Linked DNA regions of Mus musculus: region 2 is linked to region 1. Evidence: chromatin contacts called from public HiChIP or PLAC-seq data. All regions are on one chromosome and are shown on one strand. Each heading gives the region's core, a stretch centred on a gene start, on an enhancer-like site or on the middle of the called end of the contact. The rest is flanking DNA. Distances are from core to core; before and after follow the strand shown. Region 1 has its middle 3.9 kb from the start of Gm38643. Region 2 holds the start of Miox (myo-inositol oxygenase).

Region 1 (3,257 bases), core at 542-3,041:
AGAGACACTCCCAAGGATGCAAGTCGGCCAGTGAGCTGAGGAAAGCCCCCAAAACATCATCTGGCTACAAGTATATGGCTCTTCACAGCCCTCAACCTCTGTTTGTCGTATTTCACAACCTTTGTTTCAAGCACACTCTGTTGGTTGGATAATGCCAGGATCAGGAAGGCTTCCAGGCTTCCTCCGGCAAGTTGGCTTTTTTTCACGTGTTGATTTTAATGTAGCTTTTTTTTTTTTTGAGGGGGAGTTCCCCATTGAGACATGGTCACTCTGTATAGCCTTGTTTGTCCTGGAACTCAATATGTAAAACAGGCTGGTCTCCAATTAACAGTGATCCTCCTGTCTCTGCCTCCCAACTGTCTCTGCCTCCCAAGTGTTAGAATTAATGGTCTGTGCTAACCACACCCTTACCCCACCCCACACACACACACACACACCCCTTGCCCCAGCTTGATGTCACTTTTTTTCAACTCCAAGTTCAGTGAGAGGAAGAGAAGCCAGGAAGAGCCTGGGCCTTTGATTAAAACACCTGGGAGACATCTCAACCCATCGTTGGAACAAAGGGTTCCCGAAGTACAGGCAGGAAGGCCAAGGAATCCGGTCTTGGCACTATGGGAAGCGCTGTTGGGCAAAAACCCCAATGAGGGCTCCTGGGCCCCAACCGCCAGCCCAGAGAGCCAGGTTGGCCAGGCCTGAGCGCAAAGAACCCAAAACAAGGAGTAGTCAGGCTGTGTCCTGGTGCTGACAGGCAAGTGGAGTGAAGACACATCCTGCCAAGTGGAGCTTTGCGAAGATGCCACCTGGTGAGGACTGGGGAGGGTGGAAAGGGCATAGAAACCCGGAGCTTCTGGGAGTCCGGGCTGTAGGGCTAGCAGAAGGCGAGAGTCGGCTCAGTCTTCAGGCAGGATGGAGGACCATGTCCCTGTGAGCCTGCTCCTGGTCTAGCTCCCAGACTCTTCTGGAGTCATCCTGAATCAATACGTCTTCCAATTAGAATTCTGGTTATTTTAATGGTGGTTTTAAACTGCTGCTTATTATGTTGAAAGTTAATAGATTGGAATTGCTTTTTTTCTAAAGCTCTGCCCTGATTCCGTTTAAACATTGCTTTGTAAGGCTGCGGATTGTCTCGTTTGGTGTGAATCCCCGGTCCTCTACCCAGCAAACCGCCCCCGACCCGTGCCACGTAAATGACAGTAAGCATAGTTTTGCGTTTCATTGGCTCCAAGAATGTGTAAGGACAAGACACAGAGATCACGGAGCACATGGAGAGGCGGTGGGGATGTGAGCCGACCCAATGATTGGGCCTAGGAGATGGCAGAGAGGTGGAAGCTGTTCTGAGGCTGCGGGTGGGGCCGCGCATGAGCACAGCACCTGGAGGTTGCAGGGCCACGTGTAGGATGTAAGAACTGGCTTTGAGGAGAAAGGGTGACTCAGCGAGAGTGTAAGCCACTGCGATGTGGGAGAGAGAAGGTAGGCGAGGTACTCCTCGCCTGGATCAAGGTAAAGTGACCTTTAAAAAGGGCATCTGGGATACTCTGGGATGGAGTGAATTAGATCACCTACCTCCCTGTGAAACCATAGTTTCTTGGGCAGGTGCATCCTGGCTCCAAGCAGAAGCGCCCCCCCCCCCCGGGGGACCAGCCAGGAGCTGGCACAAACACATCCCTGGCCCCACACCTCCCAAACGGAGGTCTGGTTTCCACCGTGTCCCTGTCCTCCGGGCCTACTGGAGCAGGTTCACAGTTCCCCTGGGGCTGTAGTGCACAGGTGGGGACCAGCAGCAGCTGCGGGGCGGTTCCTGCGACCTGAGACTCATCCTGGGAGCACAGAGGAGGTGACTGTCGCCAGGGAGCAGACAGGGTTTGGCTCCTGAACCCTCTGGGCCAGGGAAAGGGGTCACATCTGCTATAGGGGGAAGGGCAAAGTCTCCCCTGGGCCTCAAGCTTCGTGATTAAGGAAGGCAGCCAGGAATACAACCTCAGGGCTTGAGGCCAGGTGAAACTTAGAAGTCTGATTTCTGCCTCAAGTTCCCAGGAGCTGAGCATCTGATAACCCCCTGTTGATACCCCACCACCCCAGCTTATTTCACTAGGGAAAGGACCTCCAACTGCAAAGAGCTCACTCAGACACCCAGGGAAGCTGCGGGCTCACCTCTCTTCCTCATTGTTTACTCTGATTCTGATTCTTGATGGGTGACCCCGTGTGTGTGTGACCCCCATGAGGGTTTGCAAGCCTCTGAGCTTGGGCTTCCTGGCGATTCACATCTGGGTTCTCTGGTTTCCATACCTGAAGGAGTTAGGTCTCTTGCATCTGTGTATGTGCAGACCTGTGTCTACTCCCAGCAAGCTCGCCTTGCCTTTCCCTTCAGCCCTTCCTCTCTAGCATGCACTTGCGTGCATGTGTACGGAGGCTAGACCTACATTCCCTCCGTGCTGTTTCCAGACCATCTCTCCTGCTCTGCTGATCTTCGCACCCGTCATTTTCCCTTTCACCCCACATGCTGACGAATAAGGCAGAGTGAGACCTACCACTATCTTTTAAAGACAAGGCCTCACTGTGAATCTCTGACTGGCATAAAACTCACCGTGTAGACCTAGACAAATTTGGCGTGTTCCTTCTGCCTCTGGGTGCCGGGATTGCAGGCTCAACTCCCACCATGGCAGCCTGCTAGCTCAGACCTGGTGTTTGTCTTAGTCAGTGTTCTATTGCTGTGAAGAGACACCATGAGCCAGGCAATTCTTATAAAAGAAAGTGTTTAATTGGGGCTTGCTTAGAGTTTCGGAGGCTTAGTCCATTGTCCTCATGGTGGCATTCAGGCAGACATGGCAGCTGAGAGTTTTACATCCAGAGCAGCAGGCAGCAGGGAGAGAGAGCCTCTGGACCTGGCTTGGGCTTTGAAACATCAAAGCCCTCCCTCAGTGACACACTTCCTCCAACAATGCCACACCTCCTAATCCTTCTCAAGTAGTGCCCTAATGACTAAGCATTCAAATTATAAGTTTTTAAGGTCACTCTTATTCCTACCACTACAATTTTAGTTTTTCTAGTTCTGTTCCTCCCATGTACATTTTAGAATCAGTTTATCTATGTTTTCGCTAAAGATCCTACTAGAAACAAGCATGGTGGTATACACATAGCACTTGGAAAGTGGAAGCAGGAGGCAGGAGAATTATGAGCCCCCCAAAGTTGAGCCTCACCTATATGTCAAAGTCCGGTCTAGCCTGAGCTACATGAGACCTGCATCTAAACAAAGGAAT
Region 2 (3,531 bases), core at 300-2,799, 450 kb before region 1:
CAGCCCACTAGGAAAGGACAGGCAGCTGTGAGTGAGGGCTAAAGAGGTCTCCTCTGCTCATAGTGCCCCAAGCCCAGGGCTGAAGCTGCCCCACTCCCCACCGCTGGCCTTTACCTGAGGTTCCCCCCACAGAGCCATAATTTTCCCCAGATCGTGCAAAAGTCCGACCAGGTGGAACCAGTCTGTGGGAAAGGGACATATGACCTAGAACCTGAAGGGATAAAGGTAGGCGGAGCAGGCTCTGCGCTGAAAGCGAGGAGCCCAGGGGTCTGCTTCCCTCAAGGTGGGGCCTGCGGGAGAGGACCAGGCCCCTCTGGACTCCTTCTGGGGCGGATGGGAGCACCTCCCCCACCACAGCTGTAGGGGCACACCCTTGTCCGGGTGGGCTTTCCGGATGCCCTCCGCGGTCTGGAACGCGTGGAAGGAGTTGGGGAAATCTACGTCTGGGTCAGATTCGTCCACCAGATCATCCAGCATGCCCACAGCCTCCATGATGGTCATCTTCTTGTAAGAGAAGCTTCCATACTGGATGCGCTGGAGAGAAGGGAGAAGTGAGCCGTTCTCCCACAGAGAGGGAGGGCTACAGGGCAGGGGCATTCTGTGGGTCAAAGGCAAGGAGGCGCCTCCCCATCAGAGTTGGCATCGGGAGCAGGGAACGTTTACCTTCCTGCTGACGAAGTCCACAGTCTGGTGAGTGTGCATGAGCTTGTATGTGGTAAAGACACGATCCAGCAGCGGGCCTGACTGAAAACCAGATAGTCAGTGCAGGCTAGGTGCCTGACTACTGCCCCAGCACACTGGAGACCATGGCCTCCCCTGCTGCAGGCCATATATCCCACAGGAATGGGGCTTCCAAAAAAACAAAAAAATCCCCTTTAGAGCTTCGGGAAGAAGAGGAAGGTCTGCTCTCCACAGAGCTGGACCAGAGACTTGCTTGAAAAGGCAGAGAAGGCCCAGGGTGTCACTCACAGTATAGTTTCGGAAGCTGTCCTTGCTTTTGGCCATCTCTGGGTCCACATCGGGTCGATAGACCAGGGAAGGGTCTGGGCCCTGGTTAAATAGGAATTTGACCCATTTCACCACCAGCCAGGTCCACAGGAAGTGAGGAAATGACATCCCCAGGGTATAAATACTAAATAAACCATCTCATCCCTTGCGCATGTCGAAGGTCGGCTTAACCAGCTGATGGCTACTTAAGGTCGGCTTAACCAGCTGATGGCTACTTCCAGCGTGAGGAGACTAATTAAGAGGCAGTGATCTCCACCTGCTGATCTCCTTGCATTTAGAAGATAATTTTAGGCGGTTGCCTGATTCAACAAGAAGTTGGGGGAGGAGGGGGGCTTCTAAGCCCTACGGGGACTGGACCACAACAGGGAGGAGTTAGCTCTGTGGCCTTGAGGGCAGGGCTAGCAGGTGAAAGGGGTGGCACTGCCACTGCCTCTTCTGTTGAGCCCATGGCAAGGGGTTGGTGGAGCCATCCCTGTTCAGATCATAAGGTACTTACCACATCGACCTTCATCCTGAGGGAGCAGTCACCCGACGGCAGAGCTTGCAGGAAAGCGAAATCGTAGGCCCAGGAGCTCTTTATATGCGCACAGGTTATGTAACTGACCAGACAAAACCTATCTCCTTGGCCTTGACATTTAGTAATAAGTGACCATGCTCCTTCCTCCTGACCTCAGCAAGTTAATGTATCAGTACAGAAGCAAAACCTGCTAGCCCAGCCCCCCTTGCCTTAATAGCTGCCTCCTCTGTCCTTCAGATAAACTGGGATCACTCTGTAGCCAGACCTCTGACTCCCTCTTGTTGGGGGCACAGAGGTTCTTGTGCTCATAGAGCCACACTAGAGAGCCAGGGGTGTTAATCACACAAGGGTGTCTCCTAGGTGGATGAGATAAAAATCAAAAACCTGTATCCCACCCAGAAAGCTGAGCATGGCTTTCGTTAAGGACCTCGAGACCTTTATGCTCTCTGCGGAGGCAGACCTCACCCACCTTTTGCTATAGAGGCAGACTGCATTCAAATTCTCCAGGATGGTTATCCTAGAATCTTCCCTCCCTATACTGTTACCCATCCTTAGGAGAGATGTCACATGTGCTTTGTGGCCTGCGGATCTCTGTGCAATGGGCTCGGAGATCACACTAGATTGTAGGTCTTTTAGCTATAGACCTCCCCTGCCCCCTCTCCCAAGGTCACACGTATCATGTAAAAGGCTTTGTATGTGGTCATACTTTAAGCTTTATTGTTTATTGGGAGTGTACTGATTTGGACGGATTCTTGTCTGGAAGTCTACTGACAAGGAACCTCTGGATGAAGTCTGAACCAGATTTTCATTTTTGTCTCTTCTGCATTGATACTTACAGGGTTTCCCTCAACTGGCTTTATAAATGCGGCACAAGACCCTTGGAGAGAGAAGGTAATTAAAGTTTTCTTTAAACAGAAACTAAGGGTTAGGAGCTCAGTAGTGGGGGCGCCTTTAATCCCAGCATTTAGGAGACAAAGGCAATCAGAGGCTGAGTTTGAGGCCAGCCTGGTCTACAGAGTGAGTACCAGGACAGCCAGGGCTACACAGAGAAACCGTGTCTTGAAAAACCAATAAATAAATAAACAAATTAATTAATTAATTAATTAAAAATTAAAAAATAAAAAAGAAAGAGATAATAAAGGAAAAGGGAGATAATAAAGTCTCTGCCAATTATTCTAAAAAGAGAGAGTTGTTTGTTATTTTGGGGCTTTTTGTTTGTTTGTTTGATTTTCCCTTATAAAGGGAATAACTCAATATTAAATGTCCCTTCATGAGAATTGTTCCCCCCCCAATAGCAGGAATAACTCAGTATCAATGATTCCTTCATGGGAGAAGAAAAATAATCAAAACAAGCCAGACTTCTAGTATTGAAACAGTGACAACCAGGACATAAAGCACTAAGCCAACACTGTTAGTTTCCAGAGGTTTTAGTCATTCATTATTTAGATGTTCCCTCTAATCATTCAATAAACTGTTTAGCTTAGTGCTTAAATTTCATAGTAAACTAAAAGAGCTACATTTTGAACCACATCATTGGATACACTCTTATCTGTTTATCCACACTGAGAATTTGCCTCTGCTCTTTAAGTTGCTTTCTGAAAACTCTCTCCGTTAAATTCTATAAAAATGTAACACCCAAAACAGAGCAGGTGACTGGCTTATTAAGTAATGCGGTTGCTAAGGCTGTAGCTCATAGAAATAATCTCTTATTGATAAAGAGCCTACAAAACATTATTTTCCCACTTAGTAAAATGAAGGTAAATTATTTGGTCTACACTGTTAATAATTGGTAGTTCATTAACATGTTACTTGGGATCTATACTATAGGTAATTATCCAAAATATTTTCTTCTTCTTCTTCTTCTTTTTTGTTTTTTTGAGACAGGGTTTCTCTGTGTAGCCCTGGCTGTCCTGGCACTCACTTTGTAGACTAGGCTGGCCTCGAACTCAGAAATCCTCCTGCCTCTGCCTCCCAAGTGCTGGGATTAAAGACGTGTGCCACCACTG

The links. HiChIP or PLAC-seq counts read pairs in DNA pulled down with a chosen protein or histone mark.
Region 2: a contact with region 1 is called in an H3K27ac HiChIP or PLAC-seq map of embryonic stem cells, with 2.7 times the contacts expected there. The contact joins the promoter of Miox here to the enhancer-like site in region 1. A contact is called at or near these places in 5 of 39 promoter capture datasets (the C10 cell line, cranial neural crest, hematopoietic stem and progenitor cells and 1 more), 1 of 115 datasets of contacts at active chromatin or transcription factors (embryonic stem cells) and 2 of 9 other capture datasets (adipose tissue and liver).

The regions. Positions count from the first base shown.
Region 1 is chr15:88,879,980-88,883,236 of GRCm38.p6, reverse strand. No RefSeq gene overlaps it. Among named protein-coding and RNA genes, the nearest start is that of Gm38643, 3.9 kb to the left of the region's middle. Within about 2 kb of position 1,791, at least 10 of the 459 cell types and tissues checked have an H3K27ac peak or open chromatin away from gene starts, as enhancers often do. A contact at or near this core is called in embryonic stem cells, where this site is marked.
Region 2 is chr15:89,332,491-89,336,021 of GRCm38.p6, reverse strand. It overlaps Miox (myo-inositol oxygenase), which reads right to left and starts at 1,549. Exons shown (of 10, transcript NM_019977.2): 1 at 1,505-1,549; 2 at 970-1,050; 3 at 664-744; 4 at 372-534; 5 at 115-182; 6 at 1-7. The coding sequence starts at 1,519.